Linked DNA regions of Mus musculus: region 2 is linked to region 1. Evidence: chromatin contacts called from public Hi-C data. All regions are on one chromosome and are shown on one strand. The core of a region is the stretch at or near the end of the contact, and the rest is flanking DNA. Distances in the headings are between cores, read along the strand shown.

Evidence for each region. A called contact is a pair of places that touch in the nucleus more often than the background predicts.
Region 2: a contact with region 1 is called in a Hi-C map of adipose-derived mesenchymal stem cells, with 3 times the contacts expected there. The contact joins two enhancer-like sites. A contact is called at or near these places in 3 of 484 Hi-C or Micro-C datasets (the Patski cell line, adipose-derived mesenchymal stem cells and myocytes).

What each region holds. Positions count from the first base shown.
Region 1 is chr14:28,806,914-28,812,684 of GRCm38.p6, forward strand. No RefSeq gene overlaps it. Among named protein-coding and RNA genes, the nearest start is that of Gm35217, 11 kb to the left of the region's middle. Within about 2 kb of position 1,393, at least 10 of the 459 cell types and tissues checked have an H3K27ac peak or open chromatin away from gene starts, as enhancers often do. A contact at or near this core is called in adipose-derived mesenchymal stem cells, where this site is marked.
Region 2 is chr14:29,079,404-29,085,075 of GRCm38.p6, forward strand. The region is part of intron 17 of Cacna2d3 (calcium channel, voltage-dependent, alpha2/delta subunit 3); the gene reads right to left. Among named protein-coding and RNA genes, the nearest start is that of Lrtm1, 64 kb to the left of the region's middle. Within about 2 kb of position 2,983, at least 19 of the 459 cell types and tissues checked have an H3K27ac peak or open chromatin away from gene starts, as enhancers often do. A contact at or near this core is called in adipose-derived mesenchymal stem cells, where this site is marked.

The DNA of each region.
Region 1 (5,771 bases), core at 143-2,642:
ACTCATTCTTTTGAAATGTTTATGTCCACGAAGTGAAGACACTCATAAATTGAGAGCCAACTGCTCAGATGTTCTCAGGCTCCATTGTCTTCTGAACCTATACTTCACAGCCCCTGTCATGATGCCTGATTCCAGTTAATAACTGTGAAAGACACCACCTAGTCCTCATTTCTATGTGAGCAAACCAGAGCTAATGCAAGTTAAGCCATAGCCTGGTTTTCTCAAACAAGTGCTTTTGAACATTTGTCAATTCTCTAAAAACTGTCCTCTTTCCAGACAAACCACCTGCTTCCTTTGCCATCATCTTAATTTTACCTTCCTAGAGGAGGCAGTAGCAAAACCTCTTAGAATCAGAGTCCAGAGGGTAGAGCTAGAGTGACTACCAGCTGAGCATGAGCTATGAGCTTGAGCATGGCTATGTGGCTTCTCTAACTGGTTAATGTTTTGATTTTAATTTAAATTAATTTAGTTAAAATTACTCATATTGAGGACTGAACATTTTTAAGCATATTTATAGAGTAAATATGAGAATCTACTCTTTTCCCGTTAGTTTCATGATATCTAAATTAAAATCAAATATGTCTGATGAAAGATTTACATCTGCATTGAAATGCTCTGTGAAAGCAGGATACTCTAGATTTGGGGGTCACAATACATGTCATGTATTTTTATTTTGATCTCATGTTGAAGTGACAGTAGTTTGGTTACATTGGGTTAAGTGGAATATATTATTAAAACTATTTTATTTTACTATTTATAATATCATTACTGGGAAATTTAAAATTACCCATGTGTCCTATACAATATTTCCATTGCATACGACTGTGGTAGAGAGTATAGCTTACTTTTCAGATAAGGAATGTGGCACTGCTCTCTCTTAGGAGCTGACCATTACATGAAGACAGATCCCATTCATATCTTTGTTTTAAACAGCACAAACTTGGATAATCATGTAGTCAAGCAGCTTGACTGCATGTCCATGTGAATGAAATGAGTATATTCTACCCAGTGACTATGATCTCTCATAAAACCACAGGCTTTTGGACAGGTTTATAGCATGAACCATAAATTCCCTCTTGTGGGATGGGCTTCAGATTCAATTAGAAAACAGTTGATTATCCTCCATAACAGCTGTCAATGGACTACTACTAAACTTAGTGGAAGGGAAAAAGTATATCAGTTTCTATGTGCCCTGAAATCTGCATCCGTATCCTGAAACTTCTAGGAGGGAAGCTATAAATCAGCCTCCCAGACCAAAGGGAACTCTGCCACTCATTAATTTGGCTTCATTTCTGTTACTTAGCTATGATTCACTGGTAACTGTATTGTTTCAAATGACTAACCAGTCTAAGTATTGGCAAGTTGCTAAATGCTGTCCAGTCTTGGTTAAGTAGAACATCTTTGGCTTAAGAGTCATTAAAATCAGAACACTGCCGGGTTTCCTCTAGAGACTGGGTCATCTGCCCATAGATGGATAGATCTAGACCTGGCAAAATTCCAGCAACGGGACGTGCATCCTTCATGGGAATCAGACCCCACATCCTGTGAAGTGGCATGTTCCCACACACAGAATTCTAGAAAGAAAAAAAGAAGAACAGGCTGACTCAACAAAGCAGCTCCCGCTGGCAATGGGTACTAGCAGACATGGTTCAAGACACGACAAAGCAATGGAAGATCTCCACACTAGTGTGTTCTCAGGGCATAGTTCACTGGGCCTCAATTCCTCTCTACCTGTGGAGGGGGAAATGTAAGCTCTTCCTTTATCATGTACTTGAAAGAGAGAGAAAGAGAAAGAGAGAGAGAGAGAGAGGGAGGAGAGAGAAAGAGAGAGAGGGGGGAGAGAGAAAGAGAGAGAGGGGGGAGAGAAACAGAGAGAGAGAGAGAGAGAGAGAGAGAGAGAGAGAGAGAGAGAGAGAGAGAAAAGAGAGAGAATGTTATCTTATAATAGACTAGTGGACCTTTGGATACATATTTTGAGAACCTTATATCAAAAAGTAAAACCTATTGCTTAAATATTAGCATTAGTCTTCTTTAGTACATGGGGTTGTCATTGGTTTTTGAGCAATGAGATATTCATGTTTAACTCCATATCACATCTCTAGTCCTATATTTAAGGTAATACCTCCAAAGTATCCCAGCACCTTCTGAATGAGCTAGATTTGAGGAAAGAGGTAAATATGGGCCATTCATGACTTATTTTCCAAAATACTACTGTAAGATCAAGACACATTCAATTTTAGCATAAGTGAAGGCCTGACATCTCCCACATCCTAGATTTTTGCAAGATGTTGATTTCTGGGACCAGTCTCAGAGGGCTCTGTGTCAGTGGGTCTGAGATACTGTCAGAGAAGGGATATTTTTATCTAGTTTCAAGGCTGCTGCCTCACAGCCCACAATTAGGGTAGACTGTTGTAGGTGACCATGGTTCATGACTGCCCATACTAGAACTATTATAACCAGCCCGAGCCACCATGGAATTTTCTTATTCCAGAAAAAACTAAGCCCAGACTCCTCCCTTTCCACTCCTCCTCAGTGAGTGTGGTGACTCCATGATTAATCTCCCTGCCTCAGAAGCTCTTATGACCACACATAAATTTACTTCAAAATAAGCACAGGCGCGAACATGCAAGAATCTACTTAACATGAGGAGTGACAGATTTCAGAATAATGTTCTTGTACTGCAAATGCCCCTACCCCAGGCCAGATTACAGAGGGCTTAGGAAGAAAAGCCGGGGAGGGATATTCACATCTGTGAGAAAAGAAAGGAAGGCTCCAGCACCCGGCCTCTCTTCACAATGCTTTGCCTGCCTGTTGGGAACTGCAGATTCCTCAAAGGGACTCTTCCCACGGGCTGAGCCATTCAGTCAAACTGGGAAGCTGCAGACATGGGAACTTACTTTCACTGGGAGCATCTGGACAGGGCATAAAGGGGGCACAGCATGTGATGGGCTGCCTGCCTCAACTGTCTCTGAGCAACACTCTGTGCAGAGACACTGGAGGAATCAGAGCACATGTGTTTGGTTTGCATTCTGAAAACAGGTAACATGTTTGTCACTTAAGTCAACAGTGTAAAGACCTGAGAAATCAAGACAATAACAAGCAGGACTGTGACTTGGAGAAAATATTGGAAAACAATAACATCCATCTAAGGGCATAGTGGTTATGGTCACTAGGGTTCCAGTTTCTGGCTATATAGATCCAGCTAGGTAATTATGTCCATATTTGAGTTCAATCATTCTCTGGATTGGTATATCCTATTAGCCTAATAAGAGTACTATTGGCCTGATCTACTGAAGAAGAATTAGCTCAGGGGACCCCTTTCAGGGTAACGTATTATTTTTACAGCACTGGAATATTTTCTTGGTATGTGATAATATAATACCAGTCTGTTTCCTTCAGCAAATTCATCCTGGTAAATACAGGTGTCTTTATTCTGGCAATGGTTTAAGATTAACATGGAACTGACATATAAAGTCTTAACCTCCTTGCCTTCTGTCCCCAGACATATCCCCAGTTCAAACAACCACATCTGCCATGGGAGGCCTGTGACATGGCTGGCATCAGTCTCTGCATACTGGTTTGTTTGTTTGTTTGTTTGTTTTTTGTTTGTTTGTTTTGTCTCAAGAGAGCTGGGTGGGGTGTTCAAAGCCTTCCCCAGCTCCCAGATTCAAGGATTGAAGGCAAATCAAAAAGACGTCTGCCACCTCTCAAGATTCCCCCTTCCCACAATTCCTGAAACCCCTGTGTGGATGAGCCTGTATCTTCCTGAAGTAGAAAAGTACAATGGGGACTGAGAAAAGACATGTCCGTCAAGGTCATACTGGTGTCAAACCCCTAGGAAAATGCTAGAGGTCAGTATTTTTCCCAGAGCAGAAACTCACTGAGCTGCCCCACCCAGCAAGGTCTCCTAACTTTCTTGCCCCAGACCCATTGGAGACTGAAACTGAGACTAAGAAAAAGATCCCACTGCCCTTGACCATAGCCAACTCTGTGACTGCTGCATCTGTCCTCAGCTTGTGCACATCTCTTCCTTCTAGAGCCTTGACACCGACTTTGAACAAATCCTTATCAACTCTGCAGTAGCTTTCTACTTGACCTTTGTTGCCTCTCGAGGTCCTCCTTGTTCAGTTTCCAGCTTGCTGAATGATAATCATTTACTAATACAGGTCTGAAGAAGATACTCCCTGTCTATGGCTGTCTAAGAAAAAAAAATCTTTATAGTTCTGAAGGTCTCTGCAATGCTCAAGTCCATCCTACCACCTCCTTTTCTTCTAAAACTTGTATTTTGCTTCTGTTCCCATCAATGTAGAGATCTCCAGATGTTCCATGAGCCCCCACACCTCTGGACCTTTGCTTATTTTGCTTCCTGTCACTGGGAATGCTCTGTTGGGCTTCCGTTCAACCTTCAATTCCATGTTCAAAATCTCCTTTTTCTTGAGAATACTCACTCAGGTCGCTTACCAGAATGATTTTCTTCAGGGGACTGATACTCTGTTTTGTTTAGTTGTGTGAACTTGGAGTCCTGAAGAAAGAACTCTATGTATGCTGTCTATTTCTGATAAGTCTATAGTCTGTATTTTCTTCATATATTTGAAATTTTGCTATGTTCAAATAAAACTTGACTTATACACGCACTATCAGAAAGTTTGAGACAGTGGGATATTGGCAGGAACCAAGCAATTGCATCCCAGACTATGTCCCCTTCCATGGCTCAGGCAAGCAACAGTCACTGATCAAGATGCTTTTCCCAAGGACTACAGGTATAGATTTCCAACCTCTTGTCCAAACAGCAGCACTAATTACTCAGGTTGTATCTGTTTAGCACCAAGCAAGTACTCTGTACTCCCAAGCGCTTGTTTTCTGTTCCCCTCCCCTTCCTTATGAGTGATATTCACAGAACTTCTACTACAAACCTTTGGAGGGGTGCATGTTGTTTTTAATTCCTCCCACAGTAACTAGGGATGAGGGAGGACAGAGTTCAGACAGAAATCTGAGATATTCTTCTCTTGGGATGATTCACTTGGCTCTCCTTAAGCTCAAATGAAACTCAGTCACAGCAGAGTTCAGCCATTGGTAATATTATAAGATGAGCAAGGCTCTGATAAAACTTTATGAGAACCCATACATCCAAGTTATCTCTCAACACTAGAGAGGGGCAGTAGAGATATTTTTTCCCTTCATTATGAGACCACTGGGTTTCAAACAAAGAAAAGGGTCATATTTGGGAGAATTATAAAGTTTCTATTTCTGAACACGGTTAAAGTCAGGGGTATTAAGAAGAAACTACCCCCACAGCCGTGTTCACAACCCAGGTCTGGGTTGCGAATGTATGCTTCGCATGCTTCTGGGACTGTGACCTCTGGTACTTACTATCAAGTCAACTAGCATTCAGCTACCAAAGCATGATCAAGACCCCTAATGAGACATCCTCATAAGAAGGAGATTGGAAAGACTTGCTAGTTCAAGAATAAACTCATCTAGAAACTGATTTATTTTGCTTTGACAAGATCATTATAGCAATGAAGTCCAAGTAAAAAGAATTCTATTTTGACTGTGAGTTCTGGGTAAAATTTGACATTTCATGTTTATGGACACCAACTCAGATGTATCACAGTCCTCAGAGGACTAATAGCTACTACATGAACGCATGCTTCAGGTGATACATTCAAAATTGCCAGGAAATGATAGGAACATTTATGCTAGGCAAGTGGACAAAATTAAACTCTGTATACTATCAACATGAACACTGAACTTCCTGTTACATGTTAGGG
Region 2 (5,672 bases), core at 1,733-4,232, 270 kb after region 1:
TTTTTCCAACCTTCCTGTATTAGTTGCTCCTTGTAGAAATTTTTGAATGAAACAGTACTGCAATTAAAAATACCACCCTCACCACCTCTACACAGGGGGCACTGCAGTCTTCTCCAGAGAACTTGAAAGCAATTATTTCTTTCACCTTCCGATGTTCATTACATCTCCCAATCAGGAATTCATAAAACAGGTGACCACATGTTCTGCTCTGCTCACATGACTGCCCACCCTGACCCTTGGCCCCATGCTATTCTAAATAGAAAATGTTTTGGGCTAGGAACTACCCTAAATACTGTCTGTGTCTTATCAAATTCTCCCAACTCCAGGAAGGGTGAATGATTTCAAGGATGGGAAAAATAGAGCCTGATCTCTTGGCGACATGGGTAGCGAGCAGTGGAACTGAGAAACAGATCAATTCTTCCTGGTGTCTGAGTTCCCTCCCTGGTGTGGTCCCCATCTCATTAGCTTGACCCTCAGTGCAGGTAACCATCTCTGTCAGGACAGAAAGTAAGTGCTCAGTTGTGGAGACAGAACCATCTGGAAGGCAAATCCTACTAGGCCCACATTTCTCTATGAGGAAGTGAAGGCTATGTAGGCCTCTAGCACACTGAGTGTCTTTTGCAACTGGCCCTAGTGTTCAGTGACAGTTCCAGATTAATAAGACTATACAGTGAGGGACTTCAAGGAATCAGGGTTGTACTTGGTTGGGCCCAGTTTACAGTGACTATTTAATTCACCATGATTCCTGTCAGGGCCTCAGACAAGTGTCTACAGGACTGGAAGATAGCACTTGAACTGGAATTTCCACCCAAATAATGCTGCCCCTGTGGTGTGTTACTCTACAGTAGCCTGGACTCCCCTCGCCCAACAATACACACACATGCCATGACACACGCATCATGCCCTGGCATAAATTCCCATGGCTCTGTATTGGAGATGAAATCCTCTAAGCCTTGGGAAGATGAGAAGCCCAGATCCAGGACCACAGGGGTGTGTCTCACAGCAGCAGGGAGTTGAGAGAGGGGCAGTGGGGCATGTCCAGACAGAGCCATTTCCTCTTCCTCAGAGGTGCCCTGTTCTCGTTAATTAATGTTTTTAACTGTCTCGAAGATGAAAAGTTCTACACACTTTCCAGTAGTTTGATTACAAAATTCTTTTGATGGCTATAAAACTAAAATGGCTTAGGTGTTTAAAAACAAAACAAAAATCACCCCCCCAAAAAAACCCCAACAACAATTAAAGAAACTGCTTTGAAATCCAAAATGACCTTTATCTCAATCACTGTCCTCCTAGAAGTCATGAGTCACACGCTGTGTGTGGGGAGGAGGTGGCCTGGCCCCACCGTGGTTTTGCAGGTCAAACGTGGCTTACTGTACCATGGCTGGATTAGACTTAATTCTCAAGAAGCCAGTCTGTCTGGTTATAGCAAGCTAGTCAGAGACATTAAAATGTGCTCAGTTGCTTAACAGGAAGGACATTTGGTGCCAGCCCAAAGGAAGACCAGGGATTGGGTGCTGGGAAGAGAGGGGCGGTGCCAGGCCTGGTGAAGGAGGTGAGATGTCAATGAAGACAGACAGCTGCTAGAAGAAAAGGCAGGACAGGGTGGCATTCAAGTTAAGGGGACAGCTAACTAGGGAACAATTTCTCTAAGTCAGGATATTACTTTGAGACAAATCCTGTGTAAAGTTAGATGTGAGAGGTCCTCCTAAATGAACTCAAGAATCTCTGAGAGTTGTACTGAGCTCCTGGGGGTGGGTCTGGCTTCTTCCAAATCCCAATTCATGAAGGTTTTCAGGCACCCCCCTGCCATTAGGAGGTACTGTCTAGGGTGAAGAGAACCCTTGTGATTTGGAAGCTAACCTGTGATATCTGGCTGCAGAAAAATAAAAAAAAGGAACTTTTTTTTTTTAAATTTAGCACTTACCCATGATTACTACATTAAGGGTATCAGAAGACCCTAGGGTATATTCAGCTGTCACACCATTTTAAAGAGGTCTAATTAGGCACGGCAAACTGATTCTAGAGTTGCCAGGGCAAAGAAGAAACATTTCCTTACCCACACAAATAAGATCTCAAGCTAATAGCATAGGCTCTGCAGATAACCTGGCCTTTCATAGGGGGCAGCAGCTAACCATATGATGGGGAGAGAGCTCCGGATGTGGCTACTTTCACCCAGGACTGTAAGTCAGAGCCTAGCCCCCTCTCAGTGCCCAGAGGTGTTTGATAAGTACACGAACGAGACAGATCTACAAATGAAGTATAGGTGAATGCTGTAAAGAAGGGACAAAGAGCTCCTCCCTTCCCAACCAAGCAACTAGTTGATGCTACGTAGTAGCAGTTCATGTCAATACGCCCCAGCTTCATCAAATATGCCTGTGTCTGTGCAATGTGAGATTGTTATCTAGGGAGATGTTTGGGATGACAGAATGGGAGCTTTGGTGTGGTTTTCTTTTCCTGGTAAAATTGCTAACAATATCTGTGAAGGATTCATACCTGTGACCACCTTTCCCTTCTAACTAGTCACTCTCCTTTCTTGGCACCTGGGCAGCCCTTGTTTCAAACCTTCCAGGGAGCTGAAGCCTAAATGAACATGTAGCACTTTGTCTGATGTATGCTCTCTCTGCTAGCCATGCTCTGACCTCCAACCTACGGAGGTTTCCATCCCATCCATCAGTACCCCTGCCAGTCTCACTGATGACCCAGCAAAATATTTAGCTTTTGTTTAGTGAGTTACTCTGTGTGTGTGTGTGTGTGTGTGTGTGTGTGTGTGTGTGTGTGTGTGTGTGTCAGTGCCAATTAGAGTGATGTATCTTTTAAAAAATGTTTTTGGATAGATACATGGTGGTCTGAGTAAACCCAAGAGATTTCTGATGTGATTTATGACTCATGGAAAAGCCAAGGTCCCCTGCAAGGTTGCCTGAGTTCTCATAGTCTTTCACTGCCAGTGACCATGGAAATGTGGGCAGAGCTTGGATGGGCCAGCAGGTCAGTGAAGCAAGCTACCACAGCTATGAATTCTTCTCACTTCTGAGTGCTTTGAAGTTGAGTCACATTAGGCAAGTCATCGGCTTATTGTCAACCACCAAGGAAGTGCTCCCCTGGAAGAGGATAGATAACTGCACCAAACCAGTCTCTGCCTGAATTCTTCATCTCTAACCCACTCCCTAGGTTCAGACTGAGGGATTCTACAACCAAAATCAGAGCTTATCAGTGCTTTGGCACAGAGTCATCATGCCCTATAGGATGACGACTAATACTCAGGCATATCTCAAAACTCCTGTCACTTGGCTTCTGCTAGTATTGCCATCTTTACCACTTCCTTCCTCTCTTTGTAGTCCCCCAGCTAGACAGAACTGGCTGCTTAAAAGGTCATCATACTTTTACCTTCTGGTCTGGCACCTCATTCCATCTGCTCCTCAAACCCTTGACTCTAACTCAGAGTCAAGTGGTAGACCACTGACCCCATGGACTCCACTGAGATGTACTCCTGTCTGAACTGTGTCTATTTGGGGTCCATTTAAAGTCTCCCCTCATCTGCAACCCTATAGGTAGAACAACATTATGAACTAACCAGTACCCCGGAGCTCTTGACTCTAGCTGCATATGTATCAAAAGATGGCCTAGTCGGCCATCACTGGAAAGAGAGGCCCATTGGACACGCAAAGTTTATATGCCCCAGAACAGGGGAACGCCAGGGCCAAAAAGGGGGAGTGGGCGGGTAGGGGAGTGGGGGTGGGTGGGTATGGGGGACTTTTGGTATAGCATTGGAAATGTAAATGAGCTAAATACCTAATAAAAAATGGGAAAAAAATAAAGTCTCCCCTCATTATCTCAGCCTTGCTTGGTGGCCCCATGGTATGATACAGGACTCTAGCTTACTTGTTTCCTACATTGGCTCTGAAGCATCTTGGAGAAGGGAGCCTTTTCTTATGTGTGGTGCTAAGAGTTGCCTGGCCAGGAGTAGGCTCTCCAGGAAACACAGGAGTGAACATGTCAAGGATGTATGCCCCATGCACCTGCATCACAGTGACTCCATGGCTGCCTTGCTATGGGGCCTCCAGAGAGTTTACTCCTCTATCCTTATAAGCCTTGTAGGAAGCTTCGTTTCTGTTCTCATTTTCTGTGGAGAGACCCGAGGCCAGAGGGTTAAGTAAACACACCTCAGGTCACACAGTTGACAGTGGCAGAGCTGACACTTCAGAGGTGTCAGATATGGCTCTGCTCTATGAAGAGAATGTGCTAAGGAAGATTCTTGTTCTAAACTGAGGTTGTTGCCCAGGGTCTAACTGAGATGTGTCACAGGAAGGGGACAATGGCATGAAGGAGATGGCTGAGTTTATGATGATGAAGTCTTTTAAGAAGTCCTGCCCTTACACACACACACACACACACACACACACACACACTTACACACACACACACACATACACAAACACACATACACATACACACACATACTTACACACACACACGTATGCAGTGCACACAAAATGATATTTTGGAATACACAAGAGTGAGCATGGACACACTGTAAGGGAAACCTAAACCATATTAATACTGAACCTGCTATAGAACTATGATTCACATAATGTTAAAAAAAAAAAAAAAAAACCTCTCTGTGCCTCCCCTAACTCTTCTTGGAGTACATCTGGAAACCTGGAGGTTCATTGAGAATCATGCCACTTCACTGGTTTTCAGGACACATGGTACTCCGAAAACCCTCATATCTGGGAAGTGGTAATACCACTTAAAAATGCCTCAGTTAACACTTACAAATAGTTCAAATGGACCCATTGGCCTAATTTGACTCCTTTTTATCTGTTTCTATTTCCTGTTCCTGGAGGCTGAAGCTCCATTCATTTGGACAGTGGTCTCTGCTTCCAACTATGTGTCAAGCCAGGTCCCAATTCAAGAGAAAATGGCCCAAGAATACTTTAGCAGAGTGGTATTAGGATTTTTGGTACATTTCAGAATGTGTGTACGTGTGTGTATGTGTGTGTGCCTATGTGTGTGCTTCTCTGTGTATGTATATCTGTATGTTTGTGTTTGTGCTTGGGCATGTATGTGTGCATGCATGTGTGTGTATCTGTGTGTGAATATGTGTCTCTGTGTGCCTGTGTGTGTGTGTCTATGTGTTCATCTGTGTGTGTGTCTGTGAATATAGTTTCTTCTAGTTGATGGCTTAGCTTTGTCTCTTGTGGAACATAGCTCTAGCCTAACCTGGTATGAACTATATACCTTGACCATGTAGACTTTAGTTTTGTTGTCTTTAGGACTATGCTACAATTTGGATATGAAATGTTCCCACAGGCTTGTTTCAAAGGTCCCTAGCTTGTTGTGATATTTTGGGAGGTTCTGGAGATGTAAAAACATCAAATGTCACTAAAGGAAGAAGGTCACTAGAGGCAGGTCCTTGATGATCACATCTTGTCCCCAACCCTTTCCTCATTTTCCTTCTGTTTCCTGGCCACTATGAGGCAAGCAGGTTTGTCCCCCCATATCCTACACCACCATGGCCAGCCTCATATACAACAAACTGCAGAGTCAGCTGACCAGTGACCCAATCCTCTGAAACCATGAGCTGAAATCATCGTCCCTTCAGGGGGTTTCCTCAGGGATTTTTGTCACAGTTCTAAAGGGCTAGCTAACAATCTGAATGCCATTGTGCTTCT